Regions from separate parts of the Manis pentadactyla genome. Here region 1 is linked to region 2. The links are chromatin contacts, called in public Hi-C maps. All regions are on one chromosome and are shown on one strand. Each heading gives the region's core, a stretch centred on a gene start, on an enhancer-like site or on the middle of the called end of the contact. The rest is flanking DNA. Distances are from core to core; before and after follow the strand shown.

Evidence for each region. Hi-C and Micro-C count contacts between places; a contact is called where the count stands out from the background.
Region 1: a Hi-C map of fibroblasts shows a contact between it and region 2, with 3 times the contacts expected there. The contact joins the promoter of IL17B here to the promoter of CSNK1A1 in region 2. A contact is called at or near these places in 2 of 3 Hi-C or Micro-C datasets (fibroblasts and skin fibroblasts).

Annotation. Positions count from the first base shown.
Region 1 is chr2:23,900,556-23,903,576 of mManPen7.hap1, forward strand. It overlaps IL17B (interleukin 17B), which reads left to right and starts at 1,484. Exons shown (of 3, transcript XM_036881560.2): 1 at 1,484-1,615. The coding sequence starts at 1,595.
Region 2 is chr2:23,745,187-23,748,339 of mManPen7.hap1, forward strand. CSNK1A1 (casein kinase 1 alpha 1) reads left to right here and starts at 1,895. Exons shown (of 11, transcript XM_036881562.2): 1 at 1,895-2,561. The coding sequence starts at 2,439.

The DNA.
Region 1 (3,021 bases), core at 234-2,733, 150 kb after region 2:
GGAAACCTGCCCTGGACAGATTAATCTTGTGACATGCAGGAGTGCCTTGCACCCCGTGTTCTTTCCCTCTGCTGATTCCTGTAAATGGCCAAGAGTGGCCTCCGAAAGACAGTGCCATCCTGGATGCCTGTGCAGCGTCCCTCCCCTGTTCTCTTCACACTCCCTCCCACCCCCTCCCCTGCCTCCGGGGGTGGGGGACCTGCTTACTCACAGCTCACATTAGGCTGGGCCCTTCACTTGAGGTGAGAGACCTCAACAGCAGCACTGGTCAACTCAGCATGTGATTCCAGAACCTGTAGATGGGGTCACTTGAGCCCATAAAGTTGTAACCAGAGCCTATGAAGTCCAGAGCTCTCTCAGCCCGGAGGGGAGGCCCAAGGGTCAGGAGAGAGAGCTCGCTGAGCAATGGGAGCCATGCTAGCCCTAATGCTAATCAGAGCAGGTAAATTATTTTATAACAATAATTTTCATAGTAAACAAACAGCCAAGTGTTTCTTGAGCACTTATTATGTGTCAGGCACTGTGTCAGCTATTCAACAAGGGCTATTTCCTTTACCCCTTATAACAGCCCCAGGAGGTGGATGACATGGTTATCCCCATTCTAGAGATGTGGGAGCTGAGACTCAGAAAGATATCAGGAAGAAATGAGCCAGGGCACTGTCAATGCCTAGGCAGGACTCACACTTTACAGAGAAGGAACCTGAGGCTGAGAGAAACTCAAAGTCCCAAGCAGGCCCCTGGGGTGGAGCCCTTCGATGAGGTGGAGTGCTGTGGCAGGAGGGCCAGAACACCCGGCCATGCAGCCCTCAAGGGTCCTCCACGTGGCTGCTGTGAGATTAAGGATTCAGAAACTTGTTCACAGGGGGCCAGAACTGCACAAAAATATCACAAGAAAAACAGCCTGGGATGGTGGATAAAGCCTGCTCAGGGACCAGGTACAAACCCCAGCACTGTCCCCTCTAACTCACTCTGTGATCCTGGACAAGTCCCTTCCCTGCTCTGGCCTCAGTTTCCCTGCCTGTGGATCAAGGGGGTGGGACTCTGGCTATGGAGGGCAGCTGAGCCCACCTGGGGCTGGCTGAGGCCAGAGTGCCTGAGGCTGTTTTCCCGGGAGATGCGGCCTATGTCCCACTCCTGGTGAGCACACTCCGAGAACATTTGCTCTCCTGACCAATGGACTGCCCATCCCTCCTCCGCCCTCACCCCCCAGCTGTCCCCAAAGCAGACGAAGCTGATTGTCTCAGCTGGCCCTGTGGGTGCTGGCTGGGCAACCGGCCGCAGGCCGCAGGCAGAGGGGCCACCCTCCAGAGCCCCGCCAGACACACAGGGCATTGTCCCTCAGTCAACAGCCGCTGGGCACCTCGGCCCAGCTCCTGGCCTGCCCCCACGCCCCTCACAGCCTGCCACTGTGCCAGACCCAGCCAGCTGGGGGCCCAAGGCTCCCAGCTGATGATGAGTCCACCCCCCCAACCCCCCAGCAGCCCCCTGATGAGCTATAATTGCTTCGCTCCATCCTGTTGCTGCCATTCTCTTGGCGGAGGCCTCTGGGCTTTCAGGCGGGTGGCAGCTGTCGGCCGAGGGCTGGGCTTGCAGGATGGACTGGCCACACAGCCTGGTACGTGGCACTTCCCCACCCCACCCCCACCCCTTCTTAGGACATGAGTGTTTCGTTACTTCTTTCCTATTGATTAATGGCTGCCTCTGTTTGGCTTGGAATCTGCAGAGGCAAATACTCAGGATGAGAAAGAAACAGACTGGTCTCAGAGCCTGCAGCCATGGCCAGTAGCTCAGACTTCTGAACTGGGCTCAGCCCGTCTACACTGAAGTCCTTTCAAACTGCCGAAGGCATCTGGGGAGATCCTGGCAAACTCGGTTGCTGGGGTTTTCCAAAGAGTTCCTGGGTCCTGAGATCCAGGCTGTGTGACCTTGGGCAAGTCCTTCTGTTTCTCTGTTTCCCATCTGTAATGTGAGGAAGGGTGACTGTGATTATATTCTGGGTTTCTCTGAGTGGAGAGCCAGAGTGTAAGAATGCCTTGTGAGACGTTCAGATGAGAAAGCATATTGTAAGGGAGACATTTTTCTGCAGCAGAATCAAGACCAAAAAGGAAGAATTTAGTGACTTGAATCTCTGTTGTGGATTTGTGCCAGGAAATCCTTCTGCCATGAGGGGTATGTTGAAACTTGTTCCCAAGGGTCAAGACTTGCTGGGTCACCTGGATAGATCAGGCATGGGGCATGCAGGTGGCGGGGTGTGGGACTCAGGGTGGGTAGGAGCCTGGCTGCATTCAGCGGGGAGATGGAACTCCCTCTGACAGTTCTTCCTTCTGGCCAGCTCTGGCCCCCCATGCAAGTCTTGGTCCTTCTGTCCCCAGCTTCCAGAAGTGTCTGGGTCCTGCAGGCCCCCAGGTCCTCTCCCCCTGAGCCACAGTCTTCCCAGGGTCTGGGAGGTGAGGATGGGTGTGGGTGGGTGAGGTGTGGAGAGTATGGAGGCGAGCACAGGTGGGAGGCATGGAAGAGGGCAGCGTGACTGTGGTGGGGTCCAGCAGGGATCCTTGGCCATGACCTTCCTGTATCCCCAACTTCATCTCCCCCCACCAACACTCTATTTCAGCCTCAACACTTTCCTTTCAGTGAAATGTTTCATCCAATGCAAACCTCCTCTTACACCGTCCTCCCCCCTTAATACTTTTAGACTCTGTCTGCACATATCTGCCCCCTCTTATCCTTCAGCCCTCACCTGACATGACTGCTCCCCAGAAAGGCTTTGTGGGACCACTGCCCTGCCACAGGCTGAAGGGGGGGCCCTGATGTCTGACTGCAGGTAGCACTGTCCCACTACTGCTCTTGTCCCTAATGGTGCTTGTTTTCCTAGTCACTGTCTGTCCTCCCTGCTGAGACTGTGAGCTACAGAATGGCTGGGGTGGTGCCAGCTATCATTGGCTCAGACTCGGAGGATAACACAGTGTGTGGAAACTGATGCAATGCCTGAGCTCACGGAGTCAGTGCTTAGTGGGGGACGGA
Region 2 (3,153 bases), core at 645-3,144:
AGGGCTTCTATAAGTCATTAGGCTAGTGGGTCCCAGCGTGTGGGACTTCAAAAGCTTATGAAGTTAAAAAAAAGGGAGAGCAGACTAAAGTATCAACATTTAATTTTGTCAAATAAGGGTATTAATAACCAACCAATCAACCATCTACCATCAGCACCACTTTATAAAAGGGTGTTTTAATGACACTGCGGTAGGAAGATAAAATCTCAGAATAAAGTACAATTTGAAATTAGATAAATGAAAGAAAAATGCATTACACTGCTCTTACTTTTCCAGTCTCTCTATGGAAAACTGTTAGCCTTGCCCTTGTCTATACAAAGACCTTTGGGAACCCCTAATCTAGACCACTCAATGCACACCTCTAACCCCTCTCCCCTCAATCCAGCATTGCATCCTCACCACACCAAAAAATACCTTTAAATGTATAAAACCCACCCATTTATGGGGAACTTCTCAAGCTGAGGAACCTATAAAATTTTGGATGGCTGTGGCAGAAATCAGCACTTTCAAGATGTTAGCTGTTTTTTTTTTTTAAGATCAGATTCCAACAGCACAGAATTTTAAGCAGGCCAAACATGTCTAAGAGTCACCAAAGGAGAATGTCTAATGTCTAACAGAGCTGGTTTGGCAGTCAGGCAGCCTGGGTGTTGGTAGTGCCTCAAAACTTCATTCTAAACTTTAGCGGAACTCTCTTCCCCTCTGTTTTCAAATTCAAGACATTTAGAGCTTCATCAATATAAATATTTAAGTCAGAAAACAAGAGTAACATGGAAGAATTTTAGTTATCTTCCAGGATGATCCCCCATTACTAATTACTTGATTGGCTTTCAAAGCTGCAGTTAAGTCTACGTTTTTTTTTTTACCATTTAGATTTTAATGAAATTATTTTATTTATGATAGAAATTCTGTTTAAATTTTTGCAGATGAGATTCGATTCACCCATCATCAGGGTTTGATTCGTATCACAGATGACGGCATTGACAATGGAGTTCTTTTGTGATCATCATTACTACTGCGCCCTGTTTTCCCAGGTAAAATTTTGTAAACTCAAATGTGGTCATATTTGATTCTTTGACCGGTTTTTACTAAGAAACTTTACTGCGTAGTTTTAAACGTCTATTTTATTAGTTATTTCTACACCGCCTTTTTTGGTCAATACTGTTTTCAGTACAAGGCATGACTTTTTCAGAATTTTTTGAGGGGGAACGGGTATAACAACTTTTGCGAGTTTTCTCACGGTTGCAAATTTCGTTTTCTGTTGACTGTATATATCTGCCACTAAAATTATGAATCGGGATGTTAAGATTTTTTTCTTGGGGATCAACTATATCAGTAGGACAACGATACAAAAACATAGGGCGGCAGGGTAATTTGTTTTCGCTCTTTTCCCATCCTGTAAAAAGGTGTTTTCCAACATTCCGTATAACACAGAATTTTATTTATTAAGACTAATTAACCAGCAGTTAAAATCGGGAGCCCTGAACAAAACCCAGACGTCCCAGAGCTGCTTTTCTCTTTCTCTCCGCGAGAGGTGACACCTCCCTCAAAACAGAAATTGGGCTGGAATAGGCCGGTCTGGGGGAGTGGTCCCAGGAAAGATCAAAGGTTAAGTCGCCTCAAAGAGCAACTCAAAGGGAGTCGTGAAGCACCCATCTTCCAAGGTGACCCCTTCCTAGCATGTTCTGGAGACCTGGGGACACACAGCCTTTCATAAAAACGGCGCATTCGAGGTGACCAAAACACAGACAACACAAATAGAACAGCCAACGACCAGAAGTGGAAGTAAGCCGGGGCGTGGGTGAGGAGGGTCACGTCACGCCTGCGCACTCAGCAGGTTTGCAGTACGCATGCGCAGTTGGGCGGTGACGCGCCACGCCCGAAGCGTGGGCCTCGACTCTCATGGATCCGGTTCCGCCCTCCCTTTAGCTGCGGACCCTCCGGGGCTAGAGTCTGAGATCCCTTTCCCAGAGTGCCCTGCGCCGTGAAGAAGCGGCTCCCGGGGACTGGGGGCATTTTGTGTTGGCTGGAGCCGGAGTAACAAGATGGCGGCGTCGGCCGAGTGACAGGGGTCCCTGCGGGCAGGAGCCGGCGGCAGTGGTAGCAGCGGTATCGTCGCCCTAACTCACCGTACCCCTTTTCCAGCCCGTGACGTCGCCGCAGAAACGAGGCCGCGGCGGCCGCCCAGAAGCAAGTGGCTCCGACTTGGTAACCGCGAGAACCCCCTCACAAACTGCGGCCCAGCAAAAAGAAACCTGACTGAGCGGGGGTGATTAGGTTCCCCTTTGCCGATTCTGGGCCGGTAACGCCGAGCAAGTCAGCGTTTTCCGTTTTCTGCCGCCCTCCTGCGCAACCTTGCTCAGTAGACGAGCCCCAGGGGCCTCAGTCCTCCTCACAGAGGTGTCGGGGCTTGGCCCCAGCCTCCATCTTCGCCTCACAGGATGGCGAGCAGCAGCGGCTCCAAGGCCGAATTCATCGTCGGAGGGAAATACAAACTAGTACGGAAGATCGGGTCCGGCTCCTTCGGGGACATTTATCTGGCGATCAACATCACCAACGGCGAGGTAATCACCCAGGGTGGGGTACCTGACCGCGCTGCGCTTGTCTTCACCCCCCACACCCCCAAACTGCTCGGGCCTGTTCCCCCCGCACGCACTGGGGAGTCCAGAGGGAGCCAGATTTCCTGCCCCAGGAACCTCCCTCGCGCTCTTTCCCTAAAAGGAAAAGAAGCCGGTAGAAAGATTTAACAGTGAAGTTACCCGGCTTGTTAAAAATGCACCTTAATCGAACTTTTTCAAAACCGTCGTTTAAGGTAAGAATGGCAAAATCCTATTTCTGTGTTCCCTATATTTTCTATATATTTGATTTTTGGGGGGTTCTTGTTCCAATTGGCGGCACTTTGATCTCCTGGTTCCTTCTTAACATCTCATTACGTTTTCTGGATGAATCATTTCCCTGCACTTAAGAGGATGTCCAGATTTCGTCACTATCCCCTGAAGAGGCCTTTGAGGCTGGTTGCCTCATTTTATTATTACAAAGAGCTCTCTCTCTTCCCAGGCTCTCATTCTGCCTTCTTGTCCCGAAGTCGGAGCTTTGCTAATGTCTCTCCCCTCCTTTCGCAAGTGACACTGAATCCATAGAGATGTTGATGCCATT